2 separate regions of the Mus musculus genome follow, and region 2 is linked to region 1. A link is a contact called in public HiChIP or PLAC-seq data. All regions are on one chromosome and are shown on one strand. The core of a region is the stretch at or near the end of the contact, and the rest is flanking DNA. Distances in the headings are between cores, read along the strand shown.

Evidence for each region. HiChIP or PLAC-seq counts read pairs in DNA pulled down with a chosen protein or histone mark.
Region 2: a CTCF HiChIP or PLAC-seq map of the NIH/3T3 cell line shows a contact between it and region 1, with 7 read pairs. The contact joins two enhancer-like sites. A contact is called at or near these places in 1 of 15 datasets of contacts at CTCF or cohesin (the NIH/3T3 cell line) and 5 of 115 datasets of contacts at active chromatin or transcription factors (bone marrow-derived dendritic cells, embryonic fibroblasts, embryonic stem cells and 1 more).

The regions. Positions count from the first base shown.
Region 1 is chr7:89,578,513-89,582,161 of GRCm38.p6, reverse strand. No RefSeq gene overlaps it. Among named protein-coding and RNA genes, the nearest start is that of Me3, 52 kb to the left of the region's middle. Within about 2 kb of position 1,916, at least 9 of the 459 cell types and tissues checked have an H3K27ac peak or open chromatin away from gene starts, as enhancers often do. A contact at or near this core is called in the NIH/3T3 cell line, where this site is marked.
Region 2 is chr7:89,883,423-89,886,668 of GRCm38.p6, reverse strand. It overlaps Ccdc81 (coiled-coil domain containing 81), which reads left to right. Exons shown (of 15, transcript NM_001162979.1): 7 at 400-523. Among named protein-coding and RNA genes, the nearest start is that of Ccdc81, 19 kb to the left of the region's middle. Within about 2 kb of position 1,993, at least 16 of the 459 cell types and tissues checked have an H3K27ac peak or open chromatin away from gene starts, as enhancers often do. A contact at or near this core is called in the NIH/3T3 cell line, where this site is marked.

The DNA of each region.
Region 1 (3,649 bases), core at 667-3,166:
TAACCCTTGACCTACCCTGCCACTACTCTGGCTCTACTTATCCACCCATCCATCTATCTCCACAGTCTGCAAAAAATACATCCTGGTTTCCAACCATATACACAAAAATTCCCTTTTCCCCCATTTCCACGTGTTTCTTTAGCCCTTGTAAATTATAACTCAAAATGTTCTTAATATTAAACATATGTTTAAGGTATTTTACTCCATGTTTTGGATATATTTTTCTCATAACTCTACAATAGCAATCTAAGGCAGGTACTATACCAAAAACTCATAGGACAACTGGGAAATAGACACATAGGTGTGAGAGCATTTGCTCATATCAGGATGGGTGATTGATAACAGAGCCAAGATTTGAGCCTGGATTTCACATTTATCTCTTTATGTCTAGAGTCCTAAATTGATATATAATTTTGCTTCTTTTTAAAATAATCAATAATTAAATTGTAGGATAACTATAGTTTTATTATTTACTCTCTCCTAAACTGTGAGTTCAGTTAATTTAATCTGATGGTATTCACTTAATAGGCATTTATTAAGCACTCTTGTGGTCTTACTTTCTCTTTTTGAGGCAGGACCTGATTGTTAGGCTTCTTCAGAGTCCCAGATCCCACCAGTACCTAGAACGTATAGTGTCTTGAGTTATCTATGGCAAAATCACTAGGTACATTAACATTGATCAGAAAGCAAGGAAGAGGAAAGAAGTTAAAGAGAGGTGAAAATACTAGATAAATCACTATTCCCCTGACATTTCTTTTCTCCCAGCCACCTAGCTCTTTTTTTTTTTTTAAATAAGGGTCCATCCCATTTTTCTTAGGTAGAGGAGAGAAACATGCCTTCTACTTATCAATTTCTTGCTGTTGTTTTAAATTTAACAAGGTGTTGGATTCCAACCTGTCTGCATAAACTCCTGCAAGCACCAATAGCATCGTCTGGCTCAAGTGAATCACTGCCTTTAATCCTGAACTCCGGTTGATTAATGTACCCATACTTGTGGGGACATGCTTGACATCCAGACAAAAACAACTTACTCTGTATAGCAAAATGACCTCAGAGACTGCCCTTGTAATTCATGGGATTTACAGGCTGTTGAAGCAATAGCAATACCTGTTCTTCTGTGGACTTATGGCCATCTCTAAAAAGAGACTCACTCCCAAGGTCCCTGCGGTGCTCCACATACACACTCTTCCTTGTTACTTGCATGAGTTCCAGATTTAATTTACCACCCAAAAGAGCTGACTAGAACTTGATTGTGTTAAATGATACATCATAAAAGTCTTTGGATGAGCTGTAAGAAAATCTAGTGTTTTCACGGCAAACACAGAACTTAGGGAGAGACCAGATATTTCTGTCTGTCCCCTAAATGGAGCTATAGCTATAGATTTATCAGGAAGTTCATGACAGAATCTTAATTCTGAAGTTTCCTTCTAAGGCTCTATTGCTACTTTTTTTTTCCCCTTGGTTTTTCGAGGCAGGGTTTCTCTGTGTAACCCTGGCTGTCCTGGAACTCACTTTGTAGACCAGGCTGGCTTCGAACTTAGAAATCCGCCTGCCTCTGCTACTTTTAAACTTGTAATTCTGTATTAATTACCTTAAGGAGCTCGTTACCTTTGGGTCCTATCGAGCCGTTAGAACCCAAAGAATCTGTTCCAGCTTTAGGCAGGTTTCTGTGCAACACGTGGTCCAATTGTTCCAGATGAATCAGAAGCTAAAGATTTGACATATCCCCTTGTCTCTGTCTCCTCTACCCTTTTCGGTACTTCTGACACAGATTTCAGGAGCTATCCACCAGAGTCACCCCAAAGGAAATAAATCCCAAGAAGAAGAACTATTTCCCACAACCAAGGGTCAACTAAGGGATACATTTCCTTAGTAGAGACTTTCCCAAGTTCTCTGTCATTGACTAGTACTCCCAAGCTATCCAAGGCATGTTAGAAATGAACCACAGAAGTAGGAAAGGATTCTACACATTCCTTTCACTGAGCCCAGAACCCCCCTCCCAAATTCCTATGATTCATAATTTAAAAAACAGCTCTTATATATAATTAGGAAAAAAGTATTTTTTACTCATCCTTGAACCAATAGCATGTGGCATTTTATAGGCACCTAATTGATTTTAACCACATAAATGGACAAATGAATTCATCTATGCAATAGGAGAGGTGAAACGTTAGGAGAGGAAGTGAACCAGTCATAAGTAGGGAAGAAAAGGAGAGGGAGATGTCAGGGCATGTAAATATGACTTGAGCTATGTGAACAAAATCTAATGCGCATATTAAGTAGCCGTGACCCCCTGCTTTTTTGAGTTATAAGAAATTAGAGATTCTCACGAAAGGACGGTTGGCACCCTGGAGGGAGGTCTCCACCTTATCTTGCAGTTTTCAACAGTTCAGGGACATCAGTGCACAAAGGAAAGTTGCCAAATAAGGAAAGGTCAATATTGACCTAGAGATATCTTTGTTTTTCCATCTGCCTGGAAATTGGTTCAATCACATTTAATGCGTGGGTGAGCATAAAGCTTTGAGAATTAGTTCAAATAAACTGCGCAAATAGAGCTATAACTACCTTAATGTAAGTACCAGCAGAATAGAAATTTCTTTATTTAACTCCTCTACTCCTGCAGTGCCAGGGTCAAATTAATCTTCACTTTGTATTTTATATGTACTGCCTCTAAAATTAGCATGTATATAATCACATTTCTTAGCTTTTACACAAAGATTTGAATGATATGTTATTCTTTAAGGTTCTGTCTCCTTTCCCAACAGTGTTCTAATGTGCCCTGAACTACTCCTAAATTTGCTTTTTGCTCTAGCAATCTTTGATACAACTCTAGGAAATTTATGTGGAGCTGTGTACTAAGAGGTATGAATCCAGCAATGACTGGAGACCAGACTCTGGGTCTGAATGTGCCTGCTATGACAAACACCATGAGGTTTGAAGGGCTCTGACATAGTTGGGGATTCATGGCACAAGGGGACTCATGATGAAGGTCAGGAAATGGAACCAGGAAGGCCGAAGAACCTTCTGTGAACTGATGGGGTCCATATACTGCTGCATCATGTATTCCTGGTCTCCCAACCTCACTTCACTGTGGTTTTAGTTGACTCTGTCTTGTAAGTTTCAGTTGTCTTGAAACACAAGTTTGTGTTTCAGCTTTGTTACTGTTCAGTAACATGAATTGGAAGAAACTGGAGGCATTTGACTCTCGTCTTTATGATGTAGCCATAGATCATAGAATTAATAAAAGGACTCAATGTATTCTCCTATGTCAAATTCTTACAGTACTACCTGGCATCTGGAGAGAAAAAAGCTTTTTGACTGGCTTTATGTCTGTGAACCATCAGAAGTGATGTTTGGACATATGTCGTAAAGAGTTAGCAATGCACATGTAAATTAATGATGTGCAGAATCAATCATCCCTGCCACCTGCCTCAAAGTTTCTGAACTGTAGGAATAGAGGTTCTGTTACCAATAGCCTGCCTGTCCGACTGTCTGTCTGTCTGTTTTGTGTACATATGTTTGTGTGTATGCCCTCCTGTGTGTGGACAGCAGATATTGATATTAGGTGTCTTTCTCAATAACTTCTCCATCTTATTTGTGAAACTAGTTCATGCCTAGAACCTGGGCTCCTTGATTCTGCTGCCCTGGC
Region 2 (3,246 bases), core at 744-3,243, 300 kb before region 1:
GGGTTCAAAGACATGAGTCTATGTGGAACATTTCACATTCAAACCACAACTTTTACAATAGCCATCAGTAATAATATTATTTCTTATAAACACCTTTTATTCCTGGAACTCTGTACCTTGATTTAATCTTGTGACTCTCAACCTCTTACACCACTATCTGTTTGGTGGCTGGATCTCTGTTGCTTGACCAGGTCATGATGAATAGCATAAATGCATGAGGTAAACTCTAGGGCACACTCAGTCTTAATAGGGCAGGAGATATTTAAACAAAAGAAAGAGCACGGTTACATGAAACTATTCCTTGGTAGAAACCTTCAGAAGTTATGTGTGTATTTAGCTACTATTTAGCTGTTTGAGAATTGAATAGAATGCCTCTTGTTATTTGCATTTGTTATTTAGAGATATCATCACCCAAGAAACACCGTGAGAGGCAATCTATCTCTCCTGCTAAAGTGACAAGCGTCAGCTTGCTGGACAAGTTTGAGCGAAGTGGGAACGGTGGGAAGATCACGGCCTGTGAAAAGTAATTCAGTGACTTTTTTCTCTTGCATCTTATTAAATATAATTTTGAAGTCTTGGATGACCCAGGGAATCTTAATAATTCTTCTGTTCCTTATTAATTGTTATTGAGAACATTCTATGTGAGACGTGATGGGGATTCTAGAGGTGACCAGGACTGATAATCTAAAGGAAAATCCAGACACATGTGACAGATAATACATTGTGGGTAAGGGGAATAAACGTTATTCAGTAGAGGCAGAAATAGCACAGGGAGCACTCAGGCTGTCTGATTTCTTTCAGAAATTACTTCTCAACTCTATAGGCGCCGAGCAGTGGTGGCACATACCTTTAATCCCAGCATTTGGGAGGCGAGGCAGGTGGATTTCTGAGTTCAAGGCCAGCCTGGTCTACATAGTGAGTTCCAGGACAGCCAGGGTTATGCAGAGAAACCCTGCTTGACACCCCCCCCCCCAACCTCAAAACAAAACCCAAACAAACCCTTATAGGCATTGTTGATTTCTGGATGCTTAGACATCATATGACAGGTTTATACTGATATTAAATGGAATGTAAGTTTGTCACATGAGCCTGACAGTAGAGTCACCTGTGTTTCTGACTTACCTCCTTTTTGCTGCCTTTCTAATATCTTCTGTAATGACTATTTGGGCAAGGTCTCTATCTTTTGGGTAGGGTCAGTCTTTTTACTGCTTAAGTAGATTAGTATCACGTTGCTGATTTTTGGTTCTTAGCTAAGTTTTGCTCAACATTTAATTGAGGTTTCTATATTTTCTTCTGTTAGGTGTCCCAAAGAGATGTCTAAGCTGTTCTTTCTTGTAGTTTTAAAGACTTACTTTTCTTAGTGTTTGTATTTTTTGCTCCTCACAGGAGTTGTGATTTTCTGGGAAAATTCATAGGCATTGTCATTTCCTTTGCTTCAGTTTGGCTCCTACGGAATATACATCGGAGCTTCTAAATCTGGTTTCTGTTTCTCTATTTTTAAAATATATTTCTTTCTTTCTTTTTTTTTAACCTTTGTGCTGCTTTTAAAGTAGGATTCTCAGTTTCATTTTAAATATCAGTATAGGTTGTTTGTGTTTATATATCATATATTTTACTACTGTAGAGGATGTATTTCTTTGTTTTAATTAGAGGACCACTTTGCGATGTCCGTTCTCTCCCACCATGTTGTTGGCCCTTTGGTCTCTCTTTTAATTACTTTCCATGCTTTTCCGGTTTATCCAGGCCCACCCCCTCTCTCTGAGAGCACATGTTTAATAGTAGGTTTACCTCCTGCACCGTTGCTGTCATTTCCTTGGTACTGAGTACTGAATTACCTCACTTGTTGGATGCTGGCAGAGACTCTCTAAGTTCTCACATGCTTAAAATGCTTGGCCGTTTTGCTTTCAGAGTTTGCTGTGTAGAAGTATTTCCCCATGTGTTCTTCTCTGTTACATTGTTAGCATACCATTCAAGTTGTACAGTTAAAACACTGGCACATACTTATAATATTTAAAGCCATTTTCCTGAGTAATACTAGAAACCATTCCCATATCCTGTGTGACCTCAGTTGTTGGTTTCTGACAAGGGGGTGGAGCCTGTGTGATGTAAGAGGAAGAGACTGTGATGAAGGGATTAGGATTGTGGTAGGAAGCACTCTGTAGGACTGAGGGGAAGCAAAGTTCCATATCCCATTAGAAAATTCAGCCACCGGCACCTATAGCACATCTAGGCAACATATCTACAATGCAGCTAATCCTTATGACCTCTGCTGCTCCCACACTGATCCACACCAGTGTCGCAGTAAATCACCAACTCAAATATGCCCCAGCAATAAAAACACAACTCAATATGAATACATGCTGTGCACCTAGATTGGGCAGATCTACTGCTACACTACCATCTTCCCCATCTATGAGACCCCTTAAAACTTGTAGTTTCTCCAGGCCATGTGCTTCTGCTCCGCTTTTCTTCTTCCTCCTCCTCCTCTGTGTCCTCTCCCTCTTCTATTTTCTTCTTCTCTCTCCCCACCTTCTGCTCCACCTTCCCTTTTATCTGCCTAAGCATCACTTCTCCTTTATTTTACAAATTAAGATGGGAGGCAGGTTCACCTGAGTGCCTACTCATTCCTTGTTTGCCACCACTCAAGGGAGAACGAATTAACATCAAATGTAATTAGCCCCAGGGCTATCCACAGCACACCAATGCCTTTCTTCTGAGTTGTTAGAACGATCTCTGTCCTACCATTCTTCACCATTATCTCTATATTACTTTCCTTGTTGCTGTAATTCAATGTCTGATGAAGGCAGCTTAAGAAAGAGAGGTCTTATTTTGGGTCACAATTCAAGGGGAGGGGGGCGTGCATCATGGCAGGGGAGCTTTGAACAGCTGTCACAGTCAGAAAGCAGAGAAATGGATGTGAATGCTCAGCTTGCTTTGTTCTTTTCATTCATCCTGGCCGTAGAATGGTATCTCTAGGACCAGGGTGGGACTTACAACCTAGGTTAATGAATTCCAGAAATGCTCACAAACCTTCTTAGATTATCCTAGATGCTGTCAAGTTGTTATTTAACCAGCACAGTATCCACTTATTTTTTTCTCAGTGCTTCAGCCAAAATAATCCTGTGTAAGACAGATGATGGCATCTACTACCTAAATCTTCCAGGCTCCCCTACTCTCTTGCAAGAGACATAGTCCTTCTCTTTGCAGTAAGAGTCCTTCCTGCCTAGTCTCTGACTTGATTTCTCC